Linked DNA regions of Zea mays: regions 1, 3 and 4 are each linked to region 2. Evidence: chromatin contacts called from public Hi-C data. All regions are on one chromosome and are shown on one strand. The core of a region is the stretch at or near the end of the contact, and the rest is flanking DNA. Distances in the headings are between cores, read along the strand shown.

The links. Hi-C and Micro-C count contacts between places; a contact is called where the count stands out from the background.
Region 1: a contact with region 2 is called in a Hi-C map of endosperm, with 3 times the contacts expected there. The contact joins the promoter of LOC103635100 here to the promoter of LOC103635101 in region 2. A contact is called at or near these places in 6 of 25 Hi-C or Micro-C datasets (bundle sheath, ear, endosperm and 2 more).
Region 3: a contact with region 2 is called in a Hi-C map of endosperm, with 4 times the contacts expected there. The contact joins the promoter of LOC100501719 here to the promoter of LOC103635101 in region 2. A contact is called at or near these places in 2 of 25 Hi-C or Micro-C datasets (ear and endosperm).
Region 4: a contact with region 2 is called in a Hi-C map of ear, with 3 times the contacts expected there. The contact joins the promoter of LOC103635106 here to the promoter of LOC103635101 in region 2. A contact is called at or near these places in 6 of 25 Hi-C or Micro-C datasets (bundle sheath, ear, endosperm and 2 more) and 1 of 3 datasets of contacts at active chromatin or transcription factors (leaf).

The regions. Positions count from the first base shown.
Region 1 is chr8:39,601,877-39,605,213 of Zm-B73-REFERENCE-NAM-5.0, reverse strand. LOC103635100 (protein transport protein SEC23) reads right to left here and starts at 1,523. Exons shown (of 5, transcript XM_008657643.4): 1 at 660-1,523; 2 at 1-493. The coding sequence starts at 1,112.
Region 2 is chr8:39,874,637-39,877,660 of Zm-B73-REFERENCE-NAM-5.0, reverse strand. It overlaps LOC103635101 (protein ABC transporter 1, mitochondrial), which reads left to right and starts at 1,594. Exons shown (of 8, transcript XM_020542570.3): 1 at 1,594-2,213; 2 at 2,354-2,582; 3 at 2,703-2,855. The coding sequence starts at 1,696.
Region 3 is chr8:40,295,445-40,298,384 of Zm-B73-REFERENCE-NAM-5.0, reverse strand. LOC100501719 (Dihydrolipoyl dehydrogenase) reads left to right here and starts at 1,483. Exons shown (of 2, transcript NM_001365525.1): 1 at 1,483-1,749; 2 at 2,310-2,940. The coding sequence starts at 2,804.
Region 4 is chr8:40,193,071-40,196,062 of Zm-B73-REFERENCE-NAM-5.0, reverse strand. It overlaps LOC103635106 (craniofacial development protein 1), which reads left to right and starts at 1,306. Exons shown (of 4, transcript XM_008657651.4): 1 at 1,306-1,498. The coding sequence starts at 1,459. It overlaps LOC101027200 (ubiquitin-40S ribosomal protein S27a-like), which reads right to left and starts at 1,125. Exons shown (of 1, transcript NM_001112002.2): 1 at 339-1,125. The coding sequence starts at 1,039. The coding sequence ends at 572.

The DNA.
Region 1 (3,337 bases), core at 274-2,773, 270 kb after region 2:
AGAAATCATACACTGAGACAGTTCTCCCATAGGTGATTATTCCTATCTTTGCGGTAGGAGGGAGCGAATCCACAAAGGCATGCAAGGAGCCCTGAAGATGCTGCAGGTGCGCCTCATCGAGGCATTCATCTATGAGGATAAAAATGGGGCCGGACACCCTCGTGTCAGACACTGGGACAAAGCCTGGACGCCTGTTCCCCACCTGCACATAATCCACAGTCGTGGATGCAAGCTCTGGCCACTGGAGCAGGTCCTGCTTGCTGGAGACAACGAATTCCCCCTCGCTGCCATTGAGCTTCTTGCAAATGACGCATTGCCACTGCCCGGAGCCGATCTGGACATCACAGTACAAGTTCACATAGGCGCCACAGTTCAGGCAACGGCGTGGATCACGCTCCACAACCTCTGGGCCAGGTGACACCTCCTTCCCTGGAGAAACCAGAGCTCCGAACCCCAAGCTAGGGGCATTGAGCAGCTTCTTCTGCTTCAGAACCTAGAATAGCAAAAGGCAAACCAGAATCAACGCTGGCTTCCAAAACCATGTAAATGGGTGTGCGGGTGGAGGCATGCTTTGTATCCATGAACGAATTTGTGATCTGATCGAAATGGCACTGTGCTTATTTGTACACACCACAGTTGAGATGTAGAAGGGCGTTCACCTTGTTTGCGGAGAACTGTACATAGGGACTGTCGAGGCCGTCTCCCTGGATTGATGATGGCGCAGGGGCATGGTCCCCGTGAAGCGTGGCAGCGCCGTTGAGAAAGTGCGGCGCTGATGAGGTGGGGAGGGAGGCGGTGGTAGCGGCAGTGGCGGAGGAGGACGAGGAGTAGCCCCCCGAAGCGGCGAAGGACACGGGGTGGGGAGAGGCCGGGGTGGCGCGGAAGGGCACGGCCGCAGGGCGCAGCGGCGAGGAGAAGACGGGCGGGCCGGGTGGCGTGCTGAGGTGCGGCAGCGCGTGGCCGGGCCCCGAGCCGGGGCTGGGCGTGCCCCGCGCGGCGGCGAGGCCTGGAGAGAAGACGCGCGGCGGCGGTGTGAAGGGCGCCGAGGCGAACGGAGGAGACGCGTGCGCCGGCGGCGGCTGCGGGCGCTGCCCCGGCGGCGTCTCCTCCATGCCGGCCGCGCTGGCTGCGGATCCGGTGGCGGCGTGCGGATCTGGAGCGGAGGGATGGGATCGGGGAGGAGGAGCACGGGATGGGACAATTTGAGATCCGGACGTGGAATGCGACGAGGAGGAAGGAAGAATTGCTGGAGATGGAAGATGTGCTTCGGTGACACCGGATTTGCGCCGCTCGGGTTAATCGAAATCGACGTCACTACGGCTGGACCTCGGCTTCCTATTGGTCGGGGCTCGGGGCTCGCGGGTTTTCTGTCTACGAGAAGAGCAGATTAGTAGAAATGCTTGCGGCCCGACGGCGCGGGTAGGCCGGCTGGGTTCCTACCGTTTGCAAATGCAGCCAGGCAGGGAAGCTGGTTCAACTCTGGACTCTCGAGGCGGGAGGGTGGAGGCACCAGGGATGGCAGCAGGTCGGATAAAGTGCGAGTAAGTTATTTATTCGTCCGCCAATATATTCGCGTCCCTAGTGTTTACCCGTGCTCGTGAGAGCTTGCGGGTAAAATTTTCGCCCCGTACCTGTACTCGCCAGAAAATACCATACGAGTATGTGGTCATATTCATTTCACCAAAAACATCAACAACTTGACAGACATAATATATTGGCAAGAAATATAGTTCAAACTTCAAAGTCCACAAACACGATCGATCATCCACAAATATAAGTCTCAAACATAAGTCGACAAACATAATCGACTAGGATGTAGCCTGTGGGCCGGTGGCATGGGGATATTTTGACGGGCTAGTAAATTAAGCGGATGAGTAATACCTGCGGGCGAAATTTTATATCCGTCAATTACCCGCGAGTGAGAAGTGTTGCTTGTATCCTTACCCGTGGGCGAGATTTCTTACTCGTATACATGACCATCGGGTACGAAACCCGCGAATACACGTGCCCGCGGGCAGAATTGCCATCCCTAGGAGGCAACAACGCCTTGCTTTCTGTGTGCAATGCAAAATGTAACACAAGTCGTCGCGGTTAGGTATTTATAGGTAATGGAGCGAATTGTTGGGTTCCAAATATCATTAAACATTCGATTATCTGCTACATTATGAGAATATTTACCTCAATAGGGTTAACAGAGTTGTAAGGTACATTAACCTAAACATACTATAGAATCAAAGGGGCTTACAGGCTAACCCTGCGCTAAAATATGATTAATTGTAGCCGGATAAGTCTGATCAAAGTATGATCGAGGTCGTGTTTGTCCTTCGCTCTAACACTAGCCCCGAGGGATCAGTTCAATTTGGTGAGCTGGTCTCAAAATCTGTTTTCAGAAGATGGTCAAACCATACCCTCGATCAAAGTTTGAAGTGGCCTCGAGTGGTGTTTCGTAGTGTGATCGTTGGGATGTGGCATTGAGATATTTGATGTTTTACTATGTGTTCAGCACTAAATTGAGCTGGCGGACGGTCCGGCCCTGAGGTCAGACGGCCCGCGGTCCGGACGGTCCGCGCCTGTGGGCCGGACGGTCCGCGCGTGCGCAGAGCAGTTTAGGGTTCCGAGTTTTGTGCTACGGTTGTTAGCTAGATTTACGGAATTAGCTCGGAATGTATTACGTGTGTTACCCCCTAATTCAACCTCGTGCGAAGGAAAATTTGCTATACTAGATTTATCAAATGCACGTACTAGTCTCCTATAATCATTTTGCATACCCCCTATGATATTCTGCATTTGTTCTTGCTGTTCATCTACATAATTCTTAAGAGATTGTAGCTCGTTTGTATTACTTACATTGGGGATATCTGGTGTGGGTCGGAGCGAAGCCGGATCCGTCGCCCGTTGTCGGACGACTTTATTGTTCCTGTTCACCTTGAAGTTGGCCAGGAACTTTGCTCTCGCCTCTTGAATCAGCTGCTCCTTATGCTCCTTGAACTGGAGCTGTTCGTCAGCCGGCAAGGTTTCCCAAGTCGACTCTATAATGTTGCTGGGGGAGACTTCAGAACAATCCCTTGAACCGGCCATTGAGGGCCAATTTGATGGGTCTAGACGTGTTGACCCCAGCGGAGTCGCCAAAAAGTATGTTGACACCTTTTTAGAGCGCCAATCACTCAACACGAACCAACAGCGGTGCTCTCTGCTCAGAGGAGCCCCCCTCCTCTATAAATAGAGAGGTATACGGCCGATTTGGAGGAATCAATCGAATCAATAACACTTCTATTTCGCATTTATTTCCTAGGAGTAGTTCTAGTCTAGTTCTAGTTTAGCCTTCCAATCCCCAAAT
Region 2 (3,024 bases), core at 345-2,844:
GATGCCTTGGAGTATATCACTTTCTCTGGACACGTGGCGGCCCCGGACCCACCCATGTGGTGGGGTCAGGCGCTGTTTACTGGCCCAGAGTAGTCACCCGAGGCTGGGGCGAGTCATGGCCTGGTCCCACATACAGCTCTTTTACCACGTGACTAAAGATAGTCGTGTGGGTACTGCGTCTTTATATAGTAGTAAGGGGTACCCTAGTTTCAGGATACCGACAGGTTCCTTGGAACCAAAATCGACATGACCTTTGGGGCACTTGCTAGCAGCCTAATTGGTATATGCCATCTTATGGACAAAAAGATATAAGACTTACAAGGTAAGATTCCGAATTGAATAGATGAGTATGGATGAGTTAACAATAACCTTTTGACAAAAACACATATTTAGGCGATTTTTTTTCTATTGGCTAGATCTGTTCTAGGCTCACGTCCTATAGTTAGCACGACTCGAATACCACTTCTATTACACACGATTTTAAGAACCAAACCGAATTCTCACTATACATGTGCTAGGATTGCAATGACATGCATAGCGTCATCATATAGTGCATATACAAAAAAAACACATTGCTTTATTAATATCGAATAATAACGTTGCAAAATCAATTGTCTTAATGAAATGAATGAATGCGAAAGGACCTCTAGCCTAGTGGTTAAGGCTTTCGAGTAGCACCTCCATGTCTTAGGTTCGATTCCACCCGGGACAAATTTTCGGGCTTGGTGTGGCTCATCGAATAATAACATTACAAAATCCCCTTGTTGTGGCTCATCCACTCTTAGGTTACGATGTCCTATGCGCCACCCTCCGGTTGGGGCATTGCAAAGTGGATGGTTGACGTCGACCCATTAGTGATAGAAAAGCCAAAGTTCGATGATTTTTTCGGTTAGGACCATTATTTCGGTCTTTTCTTAATATGGTGCTGGTTGGGCGATCATTCTTTCCCGACCGAATTTTTAATGAAATGAATAAATTAAAAACACCAATAGATGACTCTACTGCCGTTTCTTATATCAATTAGATATGATCCTCAAGCGCATAGTCTTTTAACCAAGAGTATTCCAGTGTATATAAATCCATAAGGAAGAAGAAATAAAGTAATATAGAATAGATAGAACCGAGCAGTAAAGTAAAACCAGAGTATTCCAAGCTATATATAAAAATATATTCAAATGTTGAATATGTAGTTAAGATAATATCATGTGCATTTACCACATCATTATTATTTGAAGATCGGGTTCCCAATTAATAATTAGTTTATTAGCTGGGTTGGACAACTAAAATCAGCTAAAACTTACAAAAATAGTATTTCTCTCTATCCTTTCAATGTAGTCCGCAGTCTCCACTCCATACTGACCATGCAGGACACTATCAAAAGCTATCAACTAACTTATTAGATGCTGTTTTATTTATGAAATGTAACGTGAATGATAATGATTTACGTTTAATAATGATAATGGTTTACGTTTGAGGCCGGCGGTAGCCATTGTCGTGGAAGCAACTAGACCACTGATGGGCTTCGGCCTAGCTAACAAGCCACGTAGGCGGCCCACAACAAAGTGAAACTTGTGAGGGGCCCAACACCAAGCGGTGCCGTGCCCGTGCGAGTCTCACCGCGCTTGCCCCGCCTCCGCGGACCACGCAGCTCCGCTCTGGTTCCTGGTCCAGGGGCCTTCCACGCCTTCCCTTTCCATGGCGTCCAGGGATCTCCGGCGCCTGCTCGACGGTGTCGCCCTCGTCGCGCGCGAGGCCACGCGGGGTACCTCCCTGCGTGATGTCCTCAGGTCTGCGCTCCTTGCCACCACCGACCTCGCCGGCCTCACCAGAGGCACCCCGCGCCGTCCGCCGCACCCTCCAGGCGCAGGACCGCTGCCCGCCACCGAATCCTCCCGCCCCTCCTCCGTCGTGTACTTCTCCCACGATGAAGCCACGGCGTCGCCGCAAGATCATGCACTGGAGCGTCCGCCGCCAGCGCAAGAGGCCCCGCACCCCGCGCGGACGCAGGAGACCGTCCGAACTGGTACAACCGCCTCCGTTGCAGCCGAACCTGCTGCCGTCGCGGCGGACAGGCCCGAACCTGCGGCACCTCCTCCCGATCCCTCGCCTTTGCCCCAACAGGCGCCCCCTTTGGCCTCAGCGGCGCCTGGGGAGAAGAGGAGGCGGCTGCGGGAACGGAAGGTTCCATCCACGCCCTTCACCAGAGCACTCGGGTACGGTATTGAACTCACATCCATCTCAACTGAAATTTAAAATAATGCACGTTTGTTTCAGTTTGAGTCTGCTCATCTGAATTGGAGATGATGAATGATTTGTGTCTTTTTTTTTTTGGTGATGTGCCGGTACAACTAAGGTTTGCAGGACTGGGCGCCGGGTTAGCGTGGGGCACTGTTCAGGAGTCGGCCCGTCGGGTAATGTATGGCACCCCGGTGGACACAGAGGGCAAGCGATCAGCGCTCTCCCCATTCTTGTCTGATCAGAATGCCGAGCGTGTTGCACTTGCGCTCTGCAGGATGCGGGGAGCAGCGCTCAAGGTGGGGCAGATGCTGAGCATCCAGGACGAATCCCTTGTACCTCCGCCGGTAGGATCTTAATTTTGATGCCACAGTTTTAGTCCATCCTTTTGCTTAATGCTTCGTTTGCCATAGCCTTGTGATGTCCACCAAGTGTATTCAAATTGATCTTTGACCAACTTAATGTAGGTGTTAGCAGCTCTTGATATTGTTCGTCAAGGTGCTGATGTTATGCCAAGGAAGCAGCTAAATTCAGTCCTTGATGCCGAGCTTGGTCCTGACTGGTCCTCCAGGTTGAGGAGTTTCGACTATGAACCGCTAGCTGCAGCTAGCATTGGCCAGGTTGGTTCAGCAGCGAAAGTTGCCCTACCTATGTAAAAAATCCACCAATTGTGAAATTTGAGCATTTATCTTAGCACTCTATTATACTAAGTATGTTGTTGTGTGCTGCTCTCTCTGTTAAAGTGTTAAGCATATCCTTTATTTATATATCATTTCTTTTTTCTTTCAA
Region 3 (2,940 bases), core at 234-2,733, 420 kb before region 2:
ATATATCTTCCGTTCCTTTACTTTTTGCCCTAGGAGTAGCCAGTAACGTAGCCTTCTTCATCTCAATCTTTACCTCTCTTCGACTCTACGTCATCTTGGGTGGTCTGCCAATCATAAGACAAACCCTAGGATCTCTCCTCCCTGACGGGGTCCCTCCCGAGAGGTGAGATCCAGGTGCTGTTGGCGAACGCCGTCGCCCCTGCGCACACGCGGACTGTCCGACCACTAGACGCAGACCGTCCGACTCGACGCAGAGAAACCCGCTCCTATCGCTAGGTCGCGGACTGTCCGATCCTGCGCCATGGACCGTCCACGCTGCTGCATAGAGCCTAGCAAGCAAAACAACTCCTAGTGATTGGCGCCCGGATCGATGCCAACAGTATCATAGACTTTAATATGTACCACGTAGGATATGTTGCTGATGTGGCATGTGAGTCAAAGAGGTGAGAGAATAAAGCGATATCATGTTGAGATACCACTCTGGCATGATATCATAGACATTAAAATCAGAACCATCTAAGTAGCCTACAATTCATACTTTCGTACATATCTAGCATTTAATTGTCTTGTAGGAGGTATAAAATAATGTATAATACTATGTATTGGAACAATTATATATTCTATAGTAGCATATGATATGGTGCAAGAAACCATGGGTTTGGAATAGCCTTAGGGCATGTTTGGAAGCACCCAGTTTTTACGAAACTGATTTATGAAACTGAGGTGGTTCCAAATATACCAGTTTATGTCTCAGTTTATAGAAACTGGATTCTTGGTTTCTTAAAAACCAAGAAGCTAACATCCCTTGCTAAAACTAGTTTATGAAAACTGAGGTGGTTATAAATACCATTAACTAGTTTTTTATAAACCAATTTATAGAAACTGGATTCTTAGAGCCGTGTTTGGAAGCAACTTAGGTGCTGTTTGGTTCACATAATTGTAACGTAATAGGTAACGGATAACGTTAAATCATGTTTGTTTTAGTCCAACCGTAATCAGATACCACGCTATAATTTGATACCAGCTTATTCAAATTTGTTACCGCCAGTAATCGAGCCGAAACCATTACCATTACCATTTGCGTTACATTTTTTGAACCAAACAGCACCTTAGTTTTTAAGAATCCAGTATCTACAGTTTCTAGAAACTAGTTTATGCAAAAAAATTGGTTAATGATATTTGAAACTATCACAGTTTTTATAAATTAGCATTAGCTAGGAGAGGCTAGCTTCCAGATTTTTAAGAATCAGTTTCTATAAACTTTTATAAGGCACAAATATATATTTAGAACTATATCAATTCCATAAACTAGTTTTTTAAAAACAGGTGCTTCCAAGGCCCTTGGTTGCTTTCCTTTTTGCTTTTGCTTCCTCCGTTCCATTTCCCCACGCCCACCCCCTCTTCTTCCCATCTCAACTCTCTCCCTTCCTCCCTCTCTCTCCAGCGCACAAGGATCTTTTCTTCGGGCAGGGACGGCCAAGGAAGCGCCCGCGGAGAGAGATGATGCTGGCGATCCTAGCGAGGCGGCGTGCCGCGGAGGCCGTGCTGCGGCGGCCGCAGGCGGCCTTGTCCGCCTGGAGGGCGTACGCGGCGGCGGGCGAGGAGAGCGATGTGGTGGTGGTGGGTGGCGGGCCCGGAGGGTACGTGGCGGCGATCAAGGCCGCGCAGCTGGGGCTCAAGACCACCTGCATCGAGAAGAGGGGCACCCTCGGCGGGACCTGTCTCAACGTCGGATGCATTCCATCCAAGGTGATGCCCTAGCTCGCCGTCTCCCTCTCCTGCCCCCATTGCTGTACTACACCAATCTCTTTGTTGCTACGTGATGTATGACTTTGGGTGTTAGATCTGTCAGAGTCTGAGAATCGCGGTTGATTTGGGGCTACACTAGGTCATATGGCGGTGAACCTAACCTGTTAGGCCCTTGATGATGCTGTTGTTTGGGCGTGTGCTTTAACCAGCGGATAAAGTTGGTGATCCTGAGAGCTTTTTACACTGCTATTAGGATTTCAGAAGCAGTTTCACAGCATTAGTTGTCAAATACTGTGTCCCTCTGCACGCGTGATTGCACATAAATTTTTGTTCAAAATATATGTGAATTATTGGTATTAATTATGAACCAGTCTCCTGTTATGCTTAAAAGTGTTCAGTTTGTCTCTGCTTCTGTTTCCATCCCGAATCTTGTGCGAGATATTGTATTAAGTGCTTGTTTATGTGTGTTTCTTTGAAATTTGGTTTGTTGGCGTCTCCTTGGTGATATTTTTTAGTACAGCATCATTGAAGTTGCCGGTATTGTTTTGTGTACATCACAGGCATGAACAAATATTTTGGCAACTTGGCTACCTTCATGGAAAAATGACTGGCCGTATTTTGGCAACCTGGCTACCTATGCAGTGCAGCATAAATGGAAGCGCTTTGTCTTCCCCGCTTTTTACTTGCTGTAGAGTATTGTTCATGTCTATGTGTTGAGTATCTTATATTTGTATTGGAGACAAGCTCCTTAAAGACATGTAAGTTGATAGTTTTCATGAGATCATCCAGCGACATTCTTCATTTTTATGGTATAAGTGGATTACATGGGATTTAGATTTCTTGGTTAGAGGCTTCCATTCATTCAATAACTCGAATGTAAGATTTATATTGTAGTATCTCCTGGGATCATCAACCTAGTAATGTTCATTTCATTTTTTTGGGATTTGAGATGAGCATATTTGATATTGGATTTATACACTGTTTACTTCAGCCAAATGACATTATGACCATTTTCGTTTAGGACACTTCCGATTTTATCCATGCTTTACAATACATGTTTCAGGCTCTTCTGCATTCATCACATATGTACCATGAAGCAAAGAGTTCTTTTGCACATCATGGAGTAAAGTTTTCAAATCTGGAAGTGGACCTCCCAGCCATGATGGCTCAGAAAGACAAAGCTGTGGCAGG
Region 4 (2,992 bases), core at 57-2,556, 320 kb before region 2:
ATCCATGACTTTAGTCCTCATGATAAATATTGCTGATGCTACCAAACGCTTATGTGCTCTTGACTTTTATGTTATTGCCTTAGACCTCTAAAAAAAATTGTGCACCTGGTTCTTAATTCAGACATAATACTTATGTACAATTTAAGATCTCACAGACGATTTTGACATCGCGGCGCGCGGCATACACTATTTAAACAAAAGACATGATAGTAACCAGAAGCAGCACCGTTTTGCAAGCATACGACGATACGAGTCATCACATGCTAAACAAAACGAATAGCGACATGTATCCGATCGATTGCACACAGTAATTCGCAAATTAATTCAGGGGCCGAGAATGGCATCATAAAAACATAGTACAAGATTAATTCAAAAACCATTCGAATTCAACAGTGCTTGACAGGACCCATAACAACATGATATAATTAAACCCAAACTACGCGTCGCCAAAAGAGATACAGGTGTTCTGTTCCAAGAAACTACTACCATTGCAACAAAACAAAACAAAGCAAAAAGGATTATCACCTAGCAAGACTTCCCATTTTCCTTCCCGACAGAAAGGAGGGGCATCCTACGCCTGCTGGTTGTAGACGTAGGTGAGGCCACACTTACCGCAGTAGTGGCGGTCGAAGTGGTTGGCCATGAAGACCCCCGCGCCGCACTCGGCGTTGGGGCACTCCTTGCGGAGGCGGGTGACCTTGCCGGTGGCGTCGTCAACCTTGTAGAACTGGAGCACGGCCAGCTTCACCTTCTTGTGCTTGTGCTTGATCTTCTTGGGCTTGGTGTACGTCTTCTTCTTGCGCTTCTTGGCGCCTCCCCTGAGGCGGAGCACCAGGTGCAGCGTCGACTCCTTCTGGATGTTGTAGTCGGCGAGGGTGCGGCCATCCTCGAGCTGTTTGCCGGCGAAGATGAGGCGCTGCTGGTCCGGCGGGATGCCCTCCTTGTCCTGGATCTTGGCCTTCACGTTGTCGATGGTGTCCGAGGACTCCACCTCCAGCGTGATGGTCTTCCCCGTCAGGGTCTTCACGAAGATCTGCATCTTGGCAACCGCGCACTTCTCCGGCGGCGGCCGCCCTAACCTAAGGTGGCGCTGGTTCTCGCCTGCGGCGGCGGGATGGGGCTGTGTGTGTATGGGCGGAGGCTAGGGTTCAAGAGGGGAGAGATGATTCTTTTATAGCTCGGGTCGGGTGCTCTCTCCCACTGGATCCAAAAGGATTTGGATCGGACGGCACATATGGGCCTCCTGTGATGAGAGTTGGGCCGCATGCGCTTCATTTTCTAATCCCTTTTGTGTTCCCCCGGAGGTTGGTTTGGGCCTCGTAACTTTTGTGCCCCAGTTCGTTTATCCTCTCCTCTCTCTTTCTCTGTCTTGCTGCGGCGACACCTCCGCTTCCGCCGGCCGAGTCCCGAGCGGAGCCGAAGCAACAACCGCCGGGGAGGCGAGGGATTGATTCGGAGATGGCGTCAACTAGCTCTATAGGCGACGTGGGAGCCTCAGGTACTAATCCCCAAACAAATATTGGATGCATGGAATGCTTTTGCTTGGTTGAATCCATGGAATTGCAGTTCCTCGCAGGTAAAAAAAATGGAAAGGGAGATGACAAGTTAGTTGGTGCGCTCCTTGTGGGATTTGCGCGTCCAATTCCACCTTGAGTGCAGGGATCTTCCTCTCTGTAATTTGTAACATGTATGTGTGTGCTGGGTATCGCAGTCCTGTACGGCTCCTGATAAGATTACTGTTCGTTACTTGCTTTCCCTTGTACAGTGGCTGCATTAGGATTAGATAATGCATATGGTCAAACCTTGCCATTAGATTGTTAACAGCGTACCTACAGTTTGTCCTACCATGGATGTGAAAGTACTCCTTTTCATGCTTCAGCTCCACCGCTCCGGGACAAAGAGGATTGTTGATAGGACAAGTCTGCAGTTTTACCTCTTCAGATACGATGACTAATTTATGCAAGGCGCTTAATTAGGATGAGATAACAGCCTGAAATGCATAAACAGGCCCCTGGGTTTGTGGGATGCATTGCAAGATGGTTATGTTGGAACATGCAGTTCATTTTTTGTTTTGTCCCTCGAGAACATGTTTGTAAGGGTTCTGACCTTTTAGCACTTAGTCCTGTTAACTTCACCATTCCTTTCTCACAGATGGAGAGAGTAAACCATTTGTGTAGCCAGCACAAGAATAAGAAACAACACAACTCCCTATTTAGGGGGTGTTTGGTTTCTAGGGACTAATTTTTAGTCCCTACATTTTATTCTATTTTAGTTCCAAAATTGCTAAATATAGAAACTAAAAATATATTTTAGTTTCTATATTTGGCAATTTATAGACTAAAATGGAATAAAATGAAGGGACTAAACATTAGTCCCTAGAAACCAAACAGCCCCTTAGAATAAAAAACCAATTAAAAGATTTGATCAGATAACTTCCAGTAGAATCAGTTTTGACCTCCAAGCTACTTGAGCGTGGTGACCTTTTGTTATCAATCTAGGGTTACGGAGGTAGTACGAGCGGTAAGTTTGGGGTCTAGGACTAGGACCCCGACACTTGTCGCCAGGCTGTTGGCTGGGGAAGCGTGGCACTGTTCACATGGATGAGTAGCACCAGCGCTGGACAGTGCTACAGTACTCGCGGTACCGTTCAATGGGTGACCTGCGAGGGGTTTGAGGGTAACGGCTAGGTTTAGGGGCGCTGGGAGGCCGGCCGCAGGGATTTCCCCACGTCCGGCAAGAGAGAAGGGATTTCTTTTTAATCTCTTGCTTATCTTCAATTGATACAATCCCTCTCCTTATATAGAGAGGGTTACTTGATCTCTAAACACTAGATCTAATCTTATATCTAATTCTAATTTTATTCTAAACTAGCTTTATCTTTATCTAACCAACCTAAGTGCGTGCTACAGTACCACCGTCACTGTAGTGGCCCTCTTGGGCCCTGACACCTTTGTATAGTGCAATTTTGCTACTCGTGAAAATGAGGCAACAG